4 separate regions of the Sus scrofa genome follow, and all the other regions are linked to region 2. Evidence: chromatin contacts called from public Hi-C and promoter capture Hi-C data. All regions are on one chromosome and are shown on one strand. Each heading gives the region's core, a stretch centred on a gene start, on an enhancer-like site or on the middle of the called end of the contact. The rest is flanking DNA. Distances are from core to core; before and after follow the strand shown. Region 1 holds the start of ZNF786 (zinc finger protein 786). Region 2 holds the start of CUL1 (cullin-1). Region 3 has its middle 27 kb from the start of PDIA4. Region 4 holds the start of PDIA4 (protein disulfide isomerase family A member 4).

The links. Promoter capture Hi-C pulls out the DNA fragments that hold promoters and counts their contacts. A called contact is a pair of places that touch in the nucleus more often than the background predicts.
Region 1: a contact with region 2 is called in a promoter capture Hi-C map of liver, with 4 times the contacts expected there. The contact joins the promoter of ZNF786 here to the promoter of CUL1 in region 2. A contact is called at or near these places in 1 of 5 promoter capture datasets (liver) and 1 of 2 datasets of contacts at active chromatin or transcription factors (alveolar macrophages).
Region 3: a Hi-C map of skeletal muscle shows a contact between it and region 2, with 5 times the contacts expected there. The contact joins the enhancer-like site here to the promoter of CUL1 in region 2. A contact is called at or near these places in 1 of 5 promoter capture datasets (liver), 4 of 47 Hi-C or Micro-C datasets (embryonic fibroblasts, heart right ventricle, skeletal muscle and 1 more) and 2 of 2 datasets of contacts at active chromatin or transcription factors (alveolar macrophages and skeletal muscle).
Region 4: a promoter capture Hi-C map of fetal liver shows a contact between it and region 2, with 3 times the contacts expected there. The contact joins the promoter of PDIA4 here to the promoter of CUL1 in region 2. A contact is called at or near these places in 2 of 5 promoter capture datasets (fetal liver and liver), 4 of 47 Hi-C or Micro-C datasets (embryonic fibroblasts, epiblast stem cells, heart right ventricle and 1 more) and 2 of 2 datasets of contacts at active chromatin or transcription factors (alveolar macrophages and skeletal muscle).

The regions. Positions count from the first base shown.
Region 1 is chr9:109,232,193-109,235,013 of Sscrofa11.1, forward strand. It overlaps ZNF786 (zinc finger protein 786), which reads left to right and starts at 1,270. Exons shown (of 4, transcript XM_005667769.3): 1 at 1,270-1,445. The coding sequence starts at 1,428.
Region 2 is chr9:109,557,641-109,560,431 of Sscrofa11.1, forward strand. CUL1 (cullin-1) reads right to left here and starts at 1,474. Exons shown (of 22, transcript XM_021063586.1): 1 at 597-1,474.
Region 3 is chr9:109,286,277-109,288,976 of Sscrofa11.1, forward strand. No RefSeq gene overlaps it. Among named protein-coding and RNA genes, the nearest start is that of PDIA4, 27 kb to the left of the region's middle. Within about 2 kb of position 1,390, at least 68 of the 83 cell types and tissues checked have an H3K27ac peak or open chromatin away from gene starts, as enhancers often do. A contact at or near this core is called in alveolar macrophages, embryonic fibroblasts, liver and 2 more, where this site is marked.
Region 4 is chr9:109,259,283-109,262,213 of Sscrofa11.1, forward strand. It overlaps PDIA4 (protein disulfide isomerase family A member 4), which reads left to right and starts at 1,568. Exons shown (of 10, transcript NM_001267834.1): 1 at 1,568-1,779. The coding sequence starts at 1,692.

The DNA of each region.
Region 1 (2,821 bases), core at 20-2,519, 330 kb before region 2:
TTCATATGTTGAAGTCCTGACCCTCAGTACTTCAGAATGTGACTATATTTAGAGATAGGGCTTTTAAAGAGGTAATGAGGCATTATGGGTGAGCCCTAATCCAATATAAATGGTGTCCTCATAAGTGGAGATTGGGACCTAGAACACCCAGACCAAGGGACAACCATGGGAGGACACAGGGAGAAGGCAGCCATCTGCAAGCCAAGGAGAATCCTCAGAGGAAATCAACCCTGCTGACACCTTGATGCTCTGGCCTCCACAACTATAAGAAAATTTCTGTTGTTTATATGCCTAGTCCATGGTACTTTGTTATGGCAGCCCTAGCAGATTAATACACTACCTTAAATCACAGCCATTTAAGAGTGTAATTATGAGTTATGAGAAACATGAAAAACTGATGTGGCAAGTCAAAACAAAAGAAAAAGACACAAAATGATGTGTATCTCTGAACCATGCAAAAGGAGATGTCTGTGGACAGAGGCTGGAAGTCTATATGAAGCAAAATTGAACATTTATTTAGAGTACCAGAATTATGAACAACTTTCATGTCTTTTAAAATCTGCTTTATTGTTAAATTATATACATATTGTGTTTAAAAATTTATTAAGGTAGGGATAGCAATTACATATATCTAAGCAATTCAACCATTCTGACGGCTTAAGAGTGAAAGGCATGTAAATTTAAGATCCATTTCATATTTAGGCTATATGTCATTTCTCATGCTTTACAGACTAGGAGTCATGTTCCTTATTTAACTCCATGGGGTCAACGGTCCCATTCCTCTGCCTGACTTCCTGAGGATGAATACCCAGCCTCCTCGCCCTTGCCAGGACCATCGTGAGGGGTGGTCTGCACCCTCTCAGAGTCCCCAGCAGGATGGACTCCCCCCTCCCATTTGCCCACGGGTTAGGGGAACATGTTCAATAATGCCCCTCACCTCTTTCACTTGATTCCTGGTATCAGGACATAGATGACCCCTCCAGCCTAATCCTTCTGGGGTCGGCTCTGGAGAGGATCCAAACCCCTGCATGCCCTCTCACTGTCTCCATCTCAGTGAAGAGCGCGTCTCCTCTCCATCCGTTTGCAGCTGACTCTGCATTTCCCTCTCTTTCCGTCTCCACCTCTGCCTCCTTGCCCTGGATTTCCTGAGAGGGCGAGGATGGGTCACCACCTTCAGCTGCTGCTTCCTGAGCTGGTGCCCGCCCTCACTGCGTAGGCAGCTCCTGCGGGCGCCGCTCCCTCCTCCCGGTCGCAGGGGGCGCTGTGGGGCGAAGTGGACGCAAGTGCCAGCAAGCACCGTGCCCAGGCTGGACCTGCGGGTCACCGGGGAGCGCTAGACGGCCGCGGGGAAGGTGACCGTACGCCTGGTCGCGGGGCGTGGAGGTATCCCGGGCCGGAGCCGGGGCCGGGCGGGATTTCAAAGAGCCATGGCCAAGCAGGCTCCGGTAAGAGGGCCTCCCTCTCAGGACCGGTCCTCGGGTTCCGGCTCAGCAGGCCGGCATCCTGGGGTCCTCGCGGGGCGGTGGCGGACGGATGGGGCAAGGTCGTGAGGGTCGCGTTAGGCTCCGGGTATGGGGTCTGGACGCTGACGGAGCCGGTGACCGCCGCTCCTGGGGCTCGTCGATAGCCAAAGCCCTAAACAAAGCCGAACACAGAACTGGCCAAGTCAGGCGGGGGCGGGCGTGCGAGGGAAAGGATCAGAATTGGTCTGGGGCCGGCTATGGGTGTTACAGTTTAACCAGTTTTACGTTATGGTTTTTGAATTTAGGACAAGTGTTTTAAAAGATTTAAGATCACGAATGGTTGAATGATGGTTGGCATAAGATTAAATGTTAGAATTTAATGCTAAAGGGTTGAAATTTGTGTTGAGTGTAAGAAGGAAGGAGACTATGTTGGAAAGCTAGGAGAGGATATGAAAATCTAAATGGGTAAACATTATTTGATTATTTCATGTTTTGTTGAAATCGAAGTTTTATGTTTTTCTGCATTTTATAAACCTAGATATTGAGTCTTTGTGCAGGTTACTAAATGAATTCATGAGATCATCACTTTTAAGTTACCTTTAACAGTCAACAAAAATAATAATTCCTATGCCCAAATAAATAAAAGATATGTAAGAATTTTATAGCAAAAATTATAAATGCAGGCATATCTCGGGGGTATTTGGGGTTTGGTTCCAGATCACTGCAATAAAGCAAATATCACAGTAAAGGGAGTCACCAACTTTTTGGTTTCCCAGTGCCTCTAAAAGTTATGTTTACACTGTACTATAGTTTATTCAAGTTTGCAATAGCATTATGTCTTAAGAAGCAATGTACATCCTTAATTAAAAATACTTTATGGGAGTTCCTGTTGTGGCTCAGAGGTAACAAACCCCACTAGTATCCATGAGGATGTGGGTTCAGTCCCTGGCCTCATTCAGTGGGTTAAGGATCCATCCTTGCTGTGAGCTGTGGTGTAGGTTGCAAACACAGCTCAGACCTGGCATTGCTGTGGCTGAGGTGTAGGCTGGCAGCTACAGCTCCAATTTAATGACTAGCCTGGGAACTTCCATATGCTGCAGGTGTGGCCCTTAAAACAAACAAACAAACAAAAAAAACACTTTATGGCTGAAAATACTGTCATCTGAGCCTTCAGCAAGTTGTAATCTTTTTGCTGGTGGAAGGTCTTGTGTCCATGTTGATGACCGATGGATGATCAGCGTGGTGGTTGCTGAAGGTAGGCATGGCTGTGGCAACTTCTTAAGACAACAGGGCAGTTTGCTGCATCCATTGACTCTTCTTTTCAGGAAGAGTGCATTCTCTGTAGTATGCAATGCTGT
Region 2 (2,791 bases), core at 224-2,723:
CCTCCTCCCCTGCTCGCCCGCCGGCCCTCCTCCTCCTCCTCCTCCTCCTCCTCCCGCCGCCGCCGCCGCCGCCGCCGCCGCCTGCACCACGCAACCTCCGCCCTCTCGCCTTTCCTCCGCCGCTCCCCGCCCTCCCGGCCTCACCGGCTCCGGCTCCCGCGGGCGTGAAGCTGGTGGGGGAGGGCCGGAACGCACCGCCATCGCGTCCGGGGCGGGGGAGCCGGGAAACCGTCGCCGCCATCTCCCCACCAGCCCGCGGCACGGGAGGGGCCCGGAAACCTCCCGCCCGCCGTGGCCCTGGCCCCAGGGCCCCCGACGCCGCTGAGGCCCCGCTCGCCTGGCTGGTCCCTACCTGAAGCCCGCGGTCCTTGGCTCTGAAACCCCACGCCATCCCCGGCCGAGCGCACCGGATCCGCCTCCAGGTTTTACAGCCTCCCTCGCCTTCGGGCCGCCTCTAAGGACCCGGCTTCCCGCCACTTCGGGCCGAACGAGGAGGGGTCACCTTCTGAGGTTGGGGGCGCCAGCCTAGGAAGAAGCCGCCCCAAAACTCCCTGGAGGAGAGGGTCTCACACACCCCCTCCTGCGCGCACACTCACCCTGAACCCTGAACCGACACGGAACACAACGACACCCGGTGGATCTGCCTCCCCAGCCGGGGGAATAACCAAAAGCCAGATCCCGACCGGCTGATGAAGTCGAGGATGGGCGAGGGGCCCTTGAAAAGAAAAACGTGTGGTCCATTCTCAGCCCCAAGACACCTGCGGGCCTCGGCACCAGAGCCCCGGCTCCCCGGCGCCTCTCTAAAATCGTTTCTGAAATCAAACCAATCCAGCTTTCCTCCACAAACTCTTTAACCAACTCCTTTTTAGGCAAAGGGCTGATAAAGATTCGCTTTACCATTAATCTCTGTAAAGACAAATCAAGAATGGAATTTAAGCTTTTCCATATATGTGGATGCGATGAGGCGTGACTGCAGAATAACATTGTTTTCACGTGAGTCCTGGAGTAGTTCACCGCAGTCAAGTGAAATTAACTCACAATTGGGTCCTTGAACTGCACATTTTTGCAGCACAAATAGCCACCTGGCTTCCTATGATGACCTAGGTGACAAAAGGCGGGCTTGGAGGGGCTTCTGCTGGAATGATGTGGTTTACATACCAGAGGGCCCACGACTTCCATGAACAAGCAAGGAAGAATTTCAAATTACCTGGGCAAAAAACTTGATGAACATAACTTCCTGTTTTGCTCCAAATGAAAACAGGAGAAGATTTTAGTATCACCGTGGGGTGGAAATCCTAGGCCCAGAGTAGAGGGCTGCCCCCATAATCTACGCTGTCTCCTGAGGAATACAGGTTTCTCTTAGAATATCCCATAGTATTTGTTTCCTTCTATTGAAATGTGGTCACTTGTCAACATTTGTTAAGTACCTTTAGAAGTAAGGCATTGGTCTGTACTTGTCACTAAAGTATATGATCTCAATCTATGCAATGATTTTTAAATTGTTGGTTTACATCCTACACTTCTAGATATTTAAAAGAAACAGGTGTAGGAGGAGTTCCCATTTTAGCGCAGTGATTAATGAATCCGACTAGGAACCATGAGGTTGCGGGTTTGATCCCTGGCCTTGCTCAGTGGGTTAAGGATCTGGCGTTGCCATGAGCTGTGGTGTAGGTCACAAATGTGGCTCAGATCCCGCATTGCTGTGGCTCTGGCGTAGGCCAGTGTCTACAGCTCGGATTAGACCCCTAGGCTGGGAACCTCAGTATGCCATGGGAAGTGGCCCTGGAAAAGACCAAAAAAGAAGAAGAAACAGGTGTATTTTGCAATTTTTTTGTGGGCACATGGTAAAATTGAAGGTAGAAATGGAAGGCTTGTCCCTGTGGACAGTGCTTTCCACTGTATATATATGGCTTCTCTTACTTGTTCCCCATAATGGAACCTGTATTTTCCTCAAACAACAAGGTATCTCATCTCCATCTTCCCTAAACTGTCCTCTCCCTTCTCACCATTCAACATGGTCTTCTTGTCTGTGCCTTCCCATAGCTAATACAAGAACGGAGTGGGTCAGCTTTCCCTTTACTGTTTGTTTCTTTCAACCTCTCCCCCCCCTTTTTTTTTCCAGCCGCACCCATGGCATATAGAAGTTCCTGGGCCAGGGATAGAACTAGAGCCACAGTAGTGACCACACCAGATCCTTAACCTGCTGTGCCACAAGAGAACCCTACTGAATTACTACCTCACTTTTCCCTGAATGGAAGGATTTAGTTCACCTATAACCATCCTCTCCAATTCTCACTGCCTTAATTCCTGCTTCTTCCTTCTAGCTTTTACTCGCCACTCATCTGCACTGTTACTGACAGCTCTTAGACTATGTCATTCATTGACTTTTATGTCCACCTCACAACCAGGTAGCATCTATACCACTTCTCAGACATATCAGGCAATTTGCTCCAAATCATTAAGCTTGATGAGGGGCGTAACCTAAGCCAGTAACTCCCAAGTATGTGCAGATCCACTCCTTTATTATGTTTCCCACACCTGTATTGTTTTTACCTTTATTTTTTTTAATTTTAAATTTTTGTCTTTTTTGTCTTTTCTAGGGCCACACCTGCGGCATATGGAGATTCCAATCGGAGCTGTTGCTACTGGCCTATACCAGAGCCACAGCAACTCGGGGTCGGAGCCCAATCTGTGATCTACACCACAGCTTACGTCAACACCAGATCCTTAACCCATTAAGCAAGGCCAGGGATCGAACCCACAACCTCATGGTTCCTAGTCAGACTCGTTA
Region 3 (2,700 bases), core at 140-2,639, 270 kb before region 2:
ACTGCACCTGCCAGCCTAGGCTTCAGCCACAGCAGTGCCGGATCTGACCTACACCACAGCTCATGCCAACACCTCATGGATCCTAGTTGGGTTCATTACCACTGAGCCACAATGGGAACTCCATCTTTGAATTTAAAAAATAAAAATGAAATTAAAAAAAAAAATTGAGCCGAGTTCCTGTCGTGGCGCAGTGGTTAATGAATCCAACTAGGAACCATGAGGTTGCGGGTTTGATCCCTGCCCTTGTTCAGTGGGTTAATGATCCGGCGTTACCGTGAGCTGTGGTGTAGGTCGCAGAGGTGGCTCGGATCCCGCGTTGCTGTGGCCCTGGCGTAGGCTGGCAGCTACAGCTCCGATTAGACCCCTAGCCTGGGAACTTGCATATGCCGCGGGAGCAGCTCAAGAAATGGCAAAAAGACAAAAAAACAAAAAAAAAAAACCTTGAGCCCTGGGCTCTGGGCACTACCTGTCTGAGCATACCTCAGGGATACAATGACCTGTGAGTAACTATACTAGGATCTGCACTTTTACTTTTTGAGATTTTCTTATCTGGTACCTGCTCAGATTTTCATTTTGTTTTTAATGGAAAAGGGAACTCTAGTGCTGTTAATTTGTGTCTGTTATCTTATTAATTTGTATCCATTTGTTTCTAATTAGTTTGTGCCTGTTGAGCCAGAGAAAATATTTCTGAACCTTGAGAGCTAACATTCTCATAGGACCTTTTTTTTTTTTTTTTTAATGTATTTGAGTGAATTCTATGGCTTCTCATTTAATCCTCCCAATCTCCTACAAAGTAGATATTCTGATTATGTCCATTTTAAAAGTGGAGAAACTGAGGTTCAAACAAGGCAAGCAACTTTTCCAAAGATATATAGCTAGTTGGTGGTGAAGACTAGAACTCAGTCCCAGTTAATGTAATATGAGCCCATCTGTCAATTTCATGCCTTCCTGATTACCTGTTGTGTCATCAATACATTTAATCAGCTCATTTCCATATCTCATTCATGTGAATTTTCGTCAAAGGAAGGACGGAAACAGATTAGATGAGATCGGGCCAAGGAACAACCCCGAGGCACTGCACCAGAGACCCCCTCTGCCAGGATGGCCTCAGAAGCATCCAGATGTTTGGGTGTTTCAGATGCCTCCTCCTTCCATTCCTGTGATCTTTCGGGGGTTTTTTAATCAGTTGAGATTTGAGGAGAAGCAGATCTTGGGCGATAGGGAGGCACTCCTGCTCTTCTGAAGGGAGCCGACCCCAAGATGGGAGCACACTGGTTCCAAGGTTTGGGGTCTGGGGACTAGATCTGCTCCAGTGCACAGAGTTTTCTCCAGATCTGGCAGAGCTGCCTGGAGGTCACATGTGGTAAATAGACAAAGGAGCTCAGCGCCGATTGGACAGCTCTGGATCCTGTGCTGGCAGAGCCTCTACAGACGAACTCCACTGCCGGGAGACACCCTGGTGACGAGATGCTAATTTTGCATGTCTCTTTCCCAGGATGCTCAGTAGTGCTTCTGATTCTTGTTGTTAAATACACTTTGCTATTTATTGATAAATAGATGCACGGAAGGAATTGTTAGAGGATGCATATCATCCATACTGCAAATGTTGTTTGTAAACTCGATTTGAAATATCACTGTAAGGGTAAAATGAGGAAATATGTGAGCTTTAAATAGTGTACACAGCAAGCAGAAGTTTTGGCTGGTCCGAAGGTAGTGAGTTATCTCAATTGATTGTTCACAGTCAGTTACAGGTCGAACTCCTCGTTCTACTCTTTCCCCCCTTCTCACTACTGCACTTGACTAGTCTTTTGCAGGGCTGTCCCCGTCTAGATGTAAAATACACTTAACTTGTCTTCATCTTAATTTAAAAAATTTGAAAGTCAATATTATTATTGAGATTAAAAGCTAGGAATACAAAATTTGTTTAAAGTAGCCGTTTTCCTTCAGAGCTAACAACAAATATGGGAAAATTCATCACAGAAGCTCCCAGCTACACCCTCCCCCCCACTCGCCCCAATCAAATAGGTATGGTAAAAGTAGATATTCTGAGACCAAGAAAAGGAAATGAGGTAATGGGGTGGGGTGATTAAGGATTTTATTTTTCCCACTTTTTAATAGAGTGGGGTTTTATTTAATTTCCACATTCTTTAAATCATTTCCAAAAAAAGAAAAAAAAAAGTCTTTTAAGATATGAGTGGATTGAAGTTCCTGTCATGGCGCAGTGGTTAACGAATCCAACTAGAAACTATGAGGTTTCGGGTTCAGTCCCTGGCCTCGCTCAGTGGGTTGAGGATCCGGCGTTGCCGTGAGCTGGGGTGTGGGTTGCAGATGAGGCTTAGATCCCGAGTTGCCGTGGCTCTGGCGTAGGCCGGCAGCTATGGCTCCGATTCTATCCCCAGCCTGAGAACCTCCATATGCCCCAGGAGCAGCCCTAGAAAAGACAAAAAAAAAAAAAAAAAAAAAAAAAGATATGTATGGATTTTTAAATGTTTCAATATCAGTAAGATAAAAGATTAATATTTGGTAGTACAACACTTAGTAGACAAAATTAGGAGATATTTCAAAGTTGACAGTCCTCTTAAGTTTTGAAGATAAAGAGAAAACATTTTGGAGGAAGAACAGCTAAGTCCAAGATTCTGAAAATAGAGAAGGTGGGAGAAGAGCAGAGTATATCGTGGGACTCACCGGTCGGGGCTTAGA
Region 4 (2,931 bases), core at 318-2,817, 300 kb before region 2:
CTAAAAAAAAGAAGCAGAAAGCAAAAAAGGAGTTTTTAACTTGATAAACTAATGTTTTGCTGTTGAATGAATTTCTAATATACAGTAAATGTTTTTTAAAAAATGAAATATTACTTTAATTTCACAATATGATACTTAACTGATTTCATATGTTTGTGTGTATACAGACATATATATGCTGCATCTTAAGAGATTTCCTTTTCTATCTTGAACCAACAAAGGACAGTGAAACTGTATTTGTCCCACATTTGGTCAAATAGGCTCTCAGTCCTCAGTTTAATAAGGTTTCAGAGAAAACTACCATGAAATATAAAAATTCTGCCTGGGCACAGAAGAAAAATATCTTTTGAAGAGCTCCTTAAAATGATGTTGAACTGTTTGATATTCTACATTTATAGCATTCTGATAAATCAGTATATATTTACTCTTTAAAGTGGATTGTGTAACATCTTCCTGCCCAACAAAATTGAGGGGGGGAACCATCAGATTCGGGAGTTCAATAAAAATTTATTAAATTTAAAAGATCAAATAAAAAATTTCTAATTGCTAAATTCTGTGAGTAGCCAGCTTTCTTTCCTGCTGACTTAATGTGTATACACAGTAAAATACTCTAGACTCTCCAGTTTTGACCTATTTCTTTTCTGTGACTCTTCAGGCATACAAATCCCCAAGTGTTAAAGAAATCTCAAATCCTAAGACACATCACAGACTTGACACACAAAAATCATTACCTTAACCTAGTTTTTCCCTCCTAAATTGTCAAGAGGGAAAACCTCAAGTCTATTTTTAGACTTATGTAAACCTGTTATTTCACTTTTGCAAAAAATCAGGAGAGAAATAACATGAAGCAAAGTTTAGGATTCAGGGTTTCACAGGAAACCCTGGAGAAAAGCTTCCCCATATCCTAGTTCTGGATTCACTTTCACTGCATGCGATCCCGGCCCTCAAGGCCAATTTGTGTTTTAATATAGGAAAGAAATGCAGCTTTCAATCAGGAACGGAAAAGGTCACGAACATGAAGCCAACTCAGGAGTCCCATTTTCTCCCTTTCCCATCAACAGACTAGCTCGGACCCCTCTGCTACTTCGCTCCTGGGCCTCCCCTGTTCCCTGCGGTCTGCACATTAGTCCACTATCCATTACTCCCGTAAGGACACGTGTTCTTCTTGCCCATTTCTACAGCCTGTAACCCCGCCCTCCTCGGTTCCCAGGCCCCTCCCACAGCACCACCGGCCAATAGCTCCTCGAGGCGTAGCCCGACCCCTCCCCTCCCGCCCTGGCCCGCCGCCTTTGTTCTCCCCGCTCTCTCTCTCAGCCTGTGCGCTCCGGGTAAACCGAGTGGCAGCCGCTGATTGGAGGCCGCGGCGCAGCCAATCAGAAGGGGGCACCTCACGTTAGGACTCAGAGCTTTAAACTCGCAAGCCGCCGGGCGCGCGGTGGAGGCTGGGGTGGAGGATCTGAGCTGTGGGCGGTGTCGCCGGGCTCATACGCTCACCCAGGCGCTCACCGCCCGCGCCTGGAGTCGGACTGGGATTGGCCGGCCAGCGGCTTCCCCCGCCCCCAGTCAATTGCTGGCGAGGTCTTCCGGGGGGTTTCTTTCCCTCCCTCTAGGTTCGTTTCGCGAGACCAGGGCCTGAGGTCCAGGAGCGCCCGGCAGTAACTGGAGTGAGGAGGCCTCTCCGCACCGCAGCGATGAGGCCCCGGAAAGCATGCCTGCTCCTCCTGCTCCTGGCCCTGGCTCAGCTGCTGGCCGCGGCGAGCGCCGGGGGCCCAGACGAAGGTGAGCGGCCGGCGGCGGGTCGGGCCTCCGGGCCCGGGGGCACCGCGCGCGGGCACCGGCGACTTGCTGGAGTTTGAAGGTGGTAGCGCGGGGCAGGGTCGCTTAGGAGATGTGGAAGAGGAGGGCGGCGAAGGGGCCGGGGCTGCCCCGGGGCTTAGGATGTGGAGAGGTGTAAAGTGCCTTCTTTGCACGCTGGCTCCTTCGCCCAGATTCTGTTCATTTTCCCTCGGGTCCGAGGCTGACTGCCGGTTCCTGGGAAGGGGCGCTTGGGAACTGGTTAAGCGTTTTAGGCTAACACGCCCAGGGAGGGTGAAGGGAGAGGGGCCGTTGATTTCATAACAGATTTTAGAGAAGCGGCGAGGGCGTGAAGACCCAAGTGGGAAACCTCTTAAGCATTTGCGTCTTAAAAATGTGGTTTATACGTTCAGATATTATTAACTCAAGGGTTGTGGTTTGAGGGAGAAAGGGGTGGCTTGGTTTGCATCTTGTGGAAACTTGGAGGTAGCATTCTTTCTGCAAGCATTATTTCAGCACTTATTGTATGTGCCTATCACCGCGCTGGGTTCTGGAAGTTAAGTGTGGACCCTGCCAGTAAAGTGCCCGCTCCGCGAGAAACTTTGGACAGCTACTTGTCATGGCTCCTGCATTGTTCTTTGGAATCAGCTAGCTGGAAACAAATGGTATAAGAAAACTTGGAAAATTGGAAAGTTATAGTCGAGAGAAAAATGCTATTCCTAGAGAACAGCTCCTTGCTGGTCTTAACCTTCTTCCTCCCTGGACTTTCTCTAGATGACTAGAGTTTTTTCCTGTTGAGTTTATTCCAATATAAATACCCCCCCCTTTCTAATGTTAGCGTGTAGGGGAAGTGTGAACTTTATACTCTTTCAAACAGATTGAGTAACTTTTATGCCAGTCACTGATTCAAGGGTCTTTACCCACATAGAAAAGGAAGTTAGAAACCACCTCTTGAAAAGAACACCTGCCAGCAGAAACTAGAGAGCCATGTCACCTACCGGTGTGTCTTAGGACCTTTATCCAAATCACCTGGTGCTTATTTGAATACAGAGTCCCAAAATAAACCTAGCAGAATGCAGGGGTGAGCCCTGAAATCTTCATTTCACAACATTCTTCACTGATATGAAGGGCAGAATA